Linked DNA regions of Arabidopsis thaliana: region 2 is linked to region 1. A link is a contact called in public ChIA-PET data. All regions are on one chromosome and are shown on one strand. The core of a region is the stretch at or near the end of the contact, and the rest is flanking DNA. Distances in the headings are between cores, read along the strand shown.

Evidence for each region. ChIA-PET counts read pairs in DNA pulled down with a chosen protein or histone mark.
Region 2: a contact with region 1 is called in an H3K4me3 ChIA-PET map of shoot, with 10 read pairs. The contact joins the promoter of AT5G37350 here to the promoter of RVE2 in region 1. A contact is called at or near these places in 2 of 26 Hi-C or Micro-C datasets (rosette leaf and seedling) and 1 of 2 datasets of contacts at active chromatin or transcription factors (shoot).

What each region holds. Positions count from the first base shown.
Region 1 is chr5:14,751,182-14,755,210 of TAIR10.1, forward strand. RVE2 (Homeodomain-like superfamily protein) reads right to left here and starts at 1,907. Exons shown (of 5, transcript NM_123085.3): 1 at 1,780-1,907; 2 at 1,257-1,319; 3 at 1,056-1,167; 4 at 863-924; 5 at 163-777. The coding sequence starts at 1,791. The coding sequence ends at 163.
Region 2 is chr5:14,791,143-14,795,171 of TAIR10.1, forward strand. AT5G37350 (Serine/threonine-protein kinase Rio1) reads left to right here and starts at 1,677. Exons shown (of 12, transcript NM_180769.3): 1 at 1,677-2,197; 2 at 2,395-2,523; 3 at 2,600-2,692; 4 at 2,782-2,861; 5 at 2,942-3,055; 6 at 3,223-3,296; 7 at 3,435-3,511; 8 at 3,607-3,690; 9 at 3,786-3,878; 10 at 3,966-4,029. The coding sequence starts at 1,895. AT5G37340 (ZPR1 zinc-finger domain protein) reads right to left here and starts at 1,676. Exons shown (of 17, transcript NM_123093.4): 1 at 1,571-1,676; 2 at 1,109-1,258; 3 at 302-346; 4 at 71-111. The coding sequence starts at 1,231.

The sequences.
Region 1 (4,029 bases), core at 657-3,156:
AGGATCTCAATTTCTAACTGGTTATATGGAAAGACACGAAACTTTGGAGTGATCTTACGAATCTAATCCAAAAAAACTTTCCCTAATACTCTGACATTATACACATAATCTGATGTTGAGATCAAAAGAGTTTACACAACTGACTTGACACAAACGAACACTTCACCACAAAGGATATGATAATTTTACATTGTCAATGTTTTCTTCCACCTTTACTCTCTTTTTGTAAGGCATGAACCCTCTCATGTTGTTCATCTCAGTCACCGACGATTTTAACTGAGAGAAAGCTGATCTCTCACTTCTTTTGAACTCCGACACTACCACTTCTGTTTCAGCGTTTTCTGAAGTAGAAGAAGAACATTGAAGAGACTGTGTTTCTGAGTATAGCTTCTTCTTGCCATCTTCAGAATCATCACAACTCATTGAAGAGTTGTAATCACCAACTACAAAAGTTTTTCCAAAGAGCTTAAGGCTCTGTTTGGTCTCTGCTTCTAGAGACAATGATTCCTCTGTGTGAGATGATAACTCAGCTGAAGAAGAGTTAGGTGAATTTGAACCAATGGAACCTAATCCATCTGAGCCATGAGCTGATAAAACCGATGTTGGAGATCGGTTATCTTCATCCTGAATCAGCTTGGATCCGGTTAGTTCAGCGTATACCATCTCTTTTGCATCAGGAATCACAAGCTTTCTAGGGTAAGGATGCATCGGCTTTCTCTTTGGCCTTGGAGGCGGGATCTCAATGGACTCAGAGCTAACACCAAAATCGCGAGCAACCTAATAAGAAAAACTTGAATTAGACCTTGCTTAACACGAAGAGGTTGAAACTTTTTCATGTATAAGGGTCTGCAAGAAGGCAAACCTTAGTAAAGAACTTCTGCGCATGGCTTCGAATCTGAACTGCAGTTTTTGTTCCAACATGTTCTGTTCCATAGAAGAACCAACAAAAGTCAGATCTCTACTCATTACTAGGGTCCAAGTAGTTTTCTTATATCTTCATCAAACTTAGATTAGAATGTGCATTAGACTCTCTAAAGTCAGATAAGCACACACACCTTCGATTCGTCTCCAAGCTCTGCCATAGAGTTTCAATGCTTCTACAAACTTCTCATGCTCTGCTTCTGTCCATTTCTCTCTTTGTTTAGTGATGGTATAAGGCTTTCTTGTCTATAAACAAAACAAACCCTAAATTAACCTCATATTTAAGTTCAAAACCAATCAAGAGTAAACAAGAGATTAAGAAACAAAATTAGTACCTTGAGGTAAAAGGCATCTGAGGAAGATATAAGTTCATCAGAACATAAACTCTCACAACGTTCCTATAATCACAAAGTAAGAAAACACAATTAGTCTCTTAATATATTGTAAGAGTAATTAAATGTTACAAAGAGTCTAATAAAACTAATTAATACGCAACTAGAAGAGGTAGACCACCAGTAATAATTAGGGGATTAGAGACATGTTCTTACCTAATACGGATCAATACATTAAGAAAGAAGTAATCTCTCTTTAAAACAACCGACCATAATATCCCACATAATCGCCTGGTCTATTAACACAATTTTTAACCTGCCACAATCGAATAATCTTCAGTTCCAAGTTCTCTCAGACAAAGAGATTAAACTTGAAATTAGATAACAAAATAACCTATTTTCTCTCGGACATAAACCTAAGTTTAGGTTAAATCTGTCTGGATTCCACAAGACTTGAAACATAACAACAGTAACAAAACCAAGATCAAGATTGCATAAAGAATAACAAAGAAGATAGATCTCAAACCTGCATAGCCATGGTTGCAGAAGAAGAAGAAGAAGACTTGAAGATTTAAGATCTGAAATCTGAAGCTGAAGAAGAAGAATAAAGAGAGAGAGAATTGTTTTGAGATTGGTGAGAGAGTTGTTGTTTATGAAAGGAGCAGAGTCAAGGGGTTACTTTAAAAGAGCAAGAAGAAGATAAGCCACGTAAGCATAATGTTTTTCTTTTTATAAAAATTTGGGTGAAAAAGCGTAAAGAGGGGTTTCGAGAAACTAGTATCATGTGGCTCAGGTTAAAAGATGCTAATGACACGTGGAGGATTTCTTCTTCGCTTTCACTTTTGTCTTTGCGGAGAAGATATTATCTGTTCTTTGTTAAATCTTGTCGGAGATTTTTAATTGTTTAATTTATCTACTAGAAAGTTTTTTTAAAGAAGCTCATTTCATGATTATTGCCAAACTCGCGACTGGTGAGCGCGTGTCTTGTTTAACAACGTTGTTTACTTCTTACCCCATTTTGTTGTTTTTTATTAATCAAGTTGATTGCATATTTAATTTTAGGTTTAGGTACAGTATTTAATTGAAGTTGAGAAATACAGTTCCATAAAATAAGATTAAACAATTATATTATTTATTAGTAATATAATCACTATTTTTGTTTTATTAGAATTAACAATTAAATAAGATCTCACTAAATAGATCTAATCATATCATATTGACATGAGAATATATTAAATGAATATATTATTAAATTGTTTTCAACAATTTAGCGATTTGAGTTGACACACTTTATCTATTGATAATTCTAATTCATATAATGTTATAGAACATATTCTTATTCATAACAAATTTCAACAATTAATGCTATTTGTGGAACATTGAAAAATATGTGATATATTTGGAAACAAAATTTGTTTTTGTGCTAAGAATTACCCACTAAAATTTGGATTTTGGAATATTATTTTTTCTTCCTGATCATATAATTAAACAATTTCACTCATTTTATTCGTACTATGTATATTTGCATCATCAAACTGATGAATAGTAAAAACCTGAAAATATATTACATACTAAGATCTCAAAATTTGAATATAAAATACTAAAATGCATCAACTTAGAAGATGATCAATTGAAAATAAGTTTAATATCATATGACATGTTTATCAAAATAAATATATAAGTTAGTTTAGATAAAACATAATATGCAATTTGAATACTAGAGTAACAATAATATGCAATTTGAATGTTTATGACCCAACAAGTATTGAATAAAGACAATGTTGAATCACACCTAGCAAATTGTTTATAATTCAAGACCGTTTTTTCATTTATCTTTTATATTAATTTTGTTTATTCTTTTCTATAAGAATTTGGCCTACTTTGTTTCTACTATATATAACATAATCTTTAATTTCTATAATCTCAACTAGACGGTGTGTCAAAGTTCTAGTACCATTCCACTAGTTAGAGCTCATAGTACCCGAGAATGATGAGTATAGTTGGTGATGATATATGATTTTGAAAAGATTATATGAGAAACAATAGCTAGAGAAAGAGCCCTTGATACCTTTCTGAGTATGTCCATATTCAAATTATTAGAAGTAATAACATATGATTGAGTATGTTGTACAATTACATACAATATATCAAAATTTAAGTACGAAAATACCACACAATTCATCAAAATAGAATAAAATATATGCTTAAATGTAAATAAATTATATCATGCAGCAATCAAATCATTTTCATCTAAACAAATGTGCAACTGGAATTAGTTAAAAAATTAAATTTATATGGTTCCTATAAAATTATAGTAAAATATGTCGCATATCAGAACAAATGCTCTAATTATACAAAATTTATGATATTTTCGATCACTTAAATAATTCTGAATTAAAATATAATCACGCTCTTTATTATATTGATATTTTTGAAAGCATTTTAAAATAACCTTTTATAACATTTTTTTTTGAAAATGTCTCCAAATGTTGTCCATTTTCAATCAAATCACTCTTACAAAATTTTATAAAATTTGAATAAGGAAATAAACAGATTTCGTTTATTTCAAAAAATCGTAAAATACTTGATAATTTGGGTTTCAGATAATCAAACATAAACTTAGATGTAAATATAAGAAGACAAAACTGAATTTTAGCATGAACAAAGTGAAAAAAATTGTGTACCCAGCCACTCTCAAGCAAGAACAAAATGTTCATCTTATTAAATCTATAAAAACAATTTCAAAGTCCAACCAACATACATATCGCCATAAATA
Region 2 (4,029 bases), core at 427-2,926, 40 kb after region 1:
AAAATAGACAATATATAGTGTATCTCAAATCAAATACTTAAAAGCATCTCAAAATCATAAGAAGTTGTACCTTTCTCCGCAATGCGGACATTCAAATGCAGATATTAAGACCTGTAACCAGAAATATGTTAGCAGGAAGCTTCTAAGCTAACACAAGGTAGAGAAAATTCTAAATAAAACGTCGAACCAACAAAACTTAGTGGATTGTTAGTTTTCTAGAATGTCGTCTACTCACATTAGCTAGAATATTAAAAATCTGAATCTAGAAAATGAACAAAATTGGGTACTCTTTAAAACATACCTTTCTGAAGTGAGGTATTAAGGTCAATAGAAATCTAGTTGTTCCCTGGAAAAGAAATAAGAAGCTACTTTATGCACAGAAGAAGGATCAAGAGAAAGACCAAGAAAATCTCATACGTTGGACTCTTTACAACTGAAAAAGATTTCAGCCAAAAATAAACTAGTAGCTGAAAGTTCACAATATAAAGCTTCCCAATTGATTTCCACAGAACCACATATGTTAATATATTTCATTCCATCACCAAGACTTAGCCAATAAGGTCTGTTTCATCCCCGCTATAATACACTTCATTACAATCTCAAGAACCATTGGACTGTAGAACGAACTAATGTTATTAAAGCCAACATGTACAATTTGGGAACAAGCTCAAACTAAAAAGCAAAGACTAAAGCGACGCTAGCCTGTTTCCTAGACCTGTATAACCTTTCCTCCTATGACAAAGGATAAGGACTACATAACAACATCAGGAATCTCAATAAAACTTGGTAAAGTTCCTCTAAATCTCACAAATACTTAAGTTTCTCTATTTCCAACCTTCTCCCATCTCAAATTTGATGAAGATGCTCCAAACTGGCAAGATTTCAAAGGCATTGAGATGGTTTCACTTCTAGTAAATTTACAAAGCAATGAGAAAACAAATACAGTCACTGCAAGCTACGCGTTCAACCAATTTCTCCATCCACAAAAAGATAAGCTTACACAGAAAAATTCCAATTGTAAAATCAATTGGAATATACACATAGACCTTACCTACAAACCGAGACACCTAACCAAATGTAAGTGTGTGAGAGAGATAAAGAGACATACATTTTCACCGCAGCGCATACACATACTCTCAACTACATAGAGAGGAGCACCAAAGGAATGATCAGCCGAAACTGCTTCAACTACCGAGCCAACATCGATTTGTTGATCATTCCCGTTGTCCATCACCTCCAAAAATTTCTCCAAACAATCCTATGAAGTTCAAAAACCTATTATTAGAGAAAACAAGCTAAAAAGCATGAAACTTTGTGCTCATTAACAGCTAGACAAAACATAAACTTATATCCAAAATTTCCAAACACAATCCCTATACTAAGAATTTATATAAGAGCTCTTTCAAAGGTCAAATCAGAGTGGGACAGAGTGCTCAAGATAAGTTCCTAGAAATCGAGAAACAGAGTTCAATTTCGTCAATCTCGAGAGAATAATAAGAAAAAAGGAACTTACTTTGATATCAATTTCTGATGTGAGAAGCGAATATGTGTATCAAACAAGAAAACTTACCGAGTAAAAGAGACAATGCTTGAAATTTTACTAAACTCAGGCAAGAAGCAGAGGACACCGAAGAGCTCTAGAAACGGCGAGAGAGTTGAAGAAGAACCCACGTGAGCATCACGTGTTTGTCTTTTGTTTATTGTTTATCTTCGGGTCGGGTAAACCAATCCTACTCACCGCCAAGAATTGTTCTTGTCCGGTCTGGTTTAGTTAAACTGTTCAAAACCGAAACCTAAACGACGTCGTTTTGTCTGAGTAAAGAAAAGGGTTTTCGACTGGTGAATTCTTCTTCTGATTCTCGTCGCCGGTAGTTGTTTCCACGAAAAACAAGTGATGGAGGAAGTAGTGGTAGTTGCAGAGCCACCACCGAAGATTACTCCCTTTGTGGAATACGAAGAAGAGCTTGAAGATGATGACGATGATCTCTCGCTTTCGTCAGATTCCGATATCGCTGAAGCTCTTGATTGGCTAGACGGTAAAGACGATGACGAGCTAATTGGTGGTGGCTTTTCTCTTCATGCTCGTCGTCCTAATGCTCACGGTGGACATGGTTCACGCCCTAACTCTAGTGCTCTTCAGCCTATTTCAAATAAGGCCCAGAAGCTTACTAGTCACGTTCGTGCTTCTCCTTTGGAGGTACCGTTTCTTATCGAATTTTTGTTTAGAATTTGAAAAAAGCTTCTGAATTTCTTATAAAGATATGATCTTTACATTTGAAATAGCTTCTGAATTGCTCATAGTCTCTGCTCAAATGAACATTGAGTTTATAGGGTTTAGGTTCAGGTAGGTTTTGTGTAGCTGGAAATGTGATTTTGAGTTAATTGATGATGCAGGGATGGGAAGGAAGAGTTAAAGTTGGGATGTCGAATTCTGTGACAACTGCGATTCGTGGAAGTCTTAGAGATACAGAAATTGGGAGAAGTAGGAATACTGATAAAGCGGACCGGGCAACTGTTGAACAGGTAAGCTCTAACTGTCACACAAAGATTCGGGTCTGATGTAAGCATTGTGTTGATGTTGTTTTGTTCTTTGTTCCAGGCTCTTGATCCAAGGACGCGTATGGTATTGTTTAGAATGCTTAATAGGGGTGTGTTTAACGATGTTAATGGCTGTATCTCGACAGGCAAAGAAGTATGATACATTTCACAACTCTCATATTTGAGATTATCTGTTTTTATTCTTTTTTGTTGAAAGCACTCTCTTTAATTATTGTCTTTCAGGCAAATGTTTATCATGCCACAAAATCTGACGGTTCGGAACTTGCAATAAAAGTGTACAAGACATCTGTTCTGGTTTTCAAGTGAGCTATTAGTATTACATGAATAGAGGTTGTTAATGATTTTGTTTTAGTCCCTATTTTTATAACTGTGATGATTTCAGGGATCGAGATCGATATGTACAAGGAGATTACCGTTTTAGATATGGCTACTGTCGTCACAATCCTCGAAAGATGGTGAAGACATGGGCTGAAAAAGAACAGAGAAATCTCAAGAGGTAATACCTACAATTTTCATATGGAATCTTGTTAATGTATTGTAGGGTTGATTTATCTTGTTATTTTCAAAACAGAAGCCGGAGAAGTAGTCACTTTTGGTCACATATATGTAACAATGATTCTGGTAATTTCTTAGTTGGTTATATTATACATGTTTCATTGCCAGGCTTCATGCAGCAGGAATTAGGTGTCCAGCTGTTATACTTCTACGCCTTCATGTTCTAGTCATGGAGTTTATAGGTTCGCTCTTATGCATTATCTTCTGTTTTAATCACTCATTTCCACGCAACACTCTACTCTGATTCATTAGCATATTTCATTGATGAAGTAACGATTTTTCAGCTACCAAAGATAGTTTTATCTATTTATAATTTGCAGGGAGGGATGGTTGGGCTGCACCGCGTCTCAAGGATGCCGCATTGTCTCTGGACAAGTTGCGCGAGTGTTACTTAGAGGTATGTCTTATTTTCTCATTTAGAGGGTCCTGAGTGTATCATTGTAATACTTTACTTAGACCTGATATGTCACGATTAATCTCTTCTTATTTCAGTTGATAATTCAAATGCGAGTATTATATCAGAAGTGCAAATTAGTGCATGGGGATCTCAGTGAGTATAACATACTTTATTTTGAAGTGAGTTTTGATTTATCTCTACAAGGGTCACTTATTTGATCGTTTCGTGGCAGCAAAACGAAACAAATATAATGATATTATCTTGACTTTTTCAGGGGCACCTTTATATAATTGATGTTTCTCAATCTGTGGATCTGGACCATCCTCTTGCACTCAACTTTCTACGGGAAGATTGTGACCATGTCTCGGTAAGTGTTAACAGTATCCTGTTTTAACAATGCTTAATATTTGACTGGAATAGGGTGTCTGATGTGTGGATTTACAATCACACGCAGGATTTTTTCAAAAAACATGGTGTGGCTGTTATGACAATACGAGAGCTATTTGACTTCATAGTTG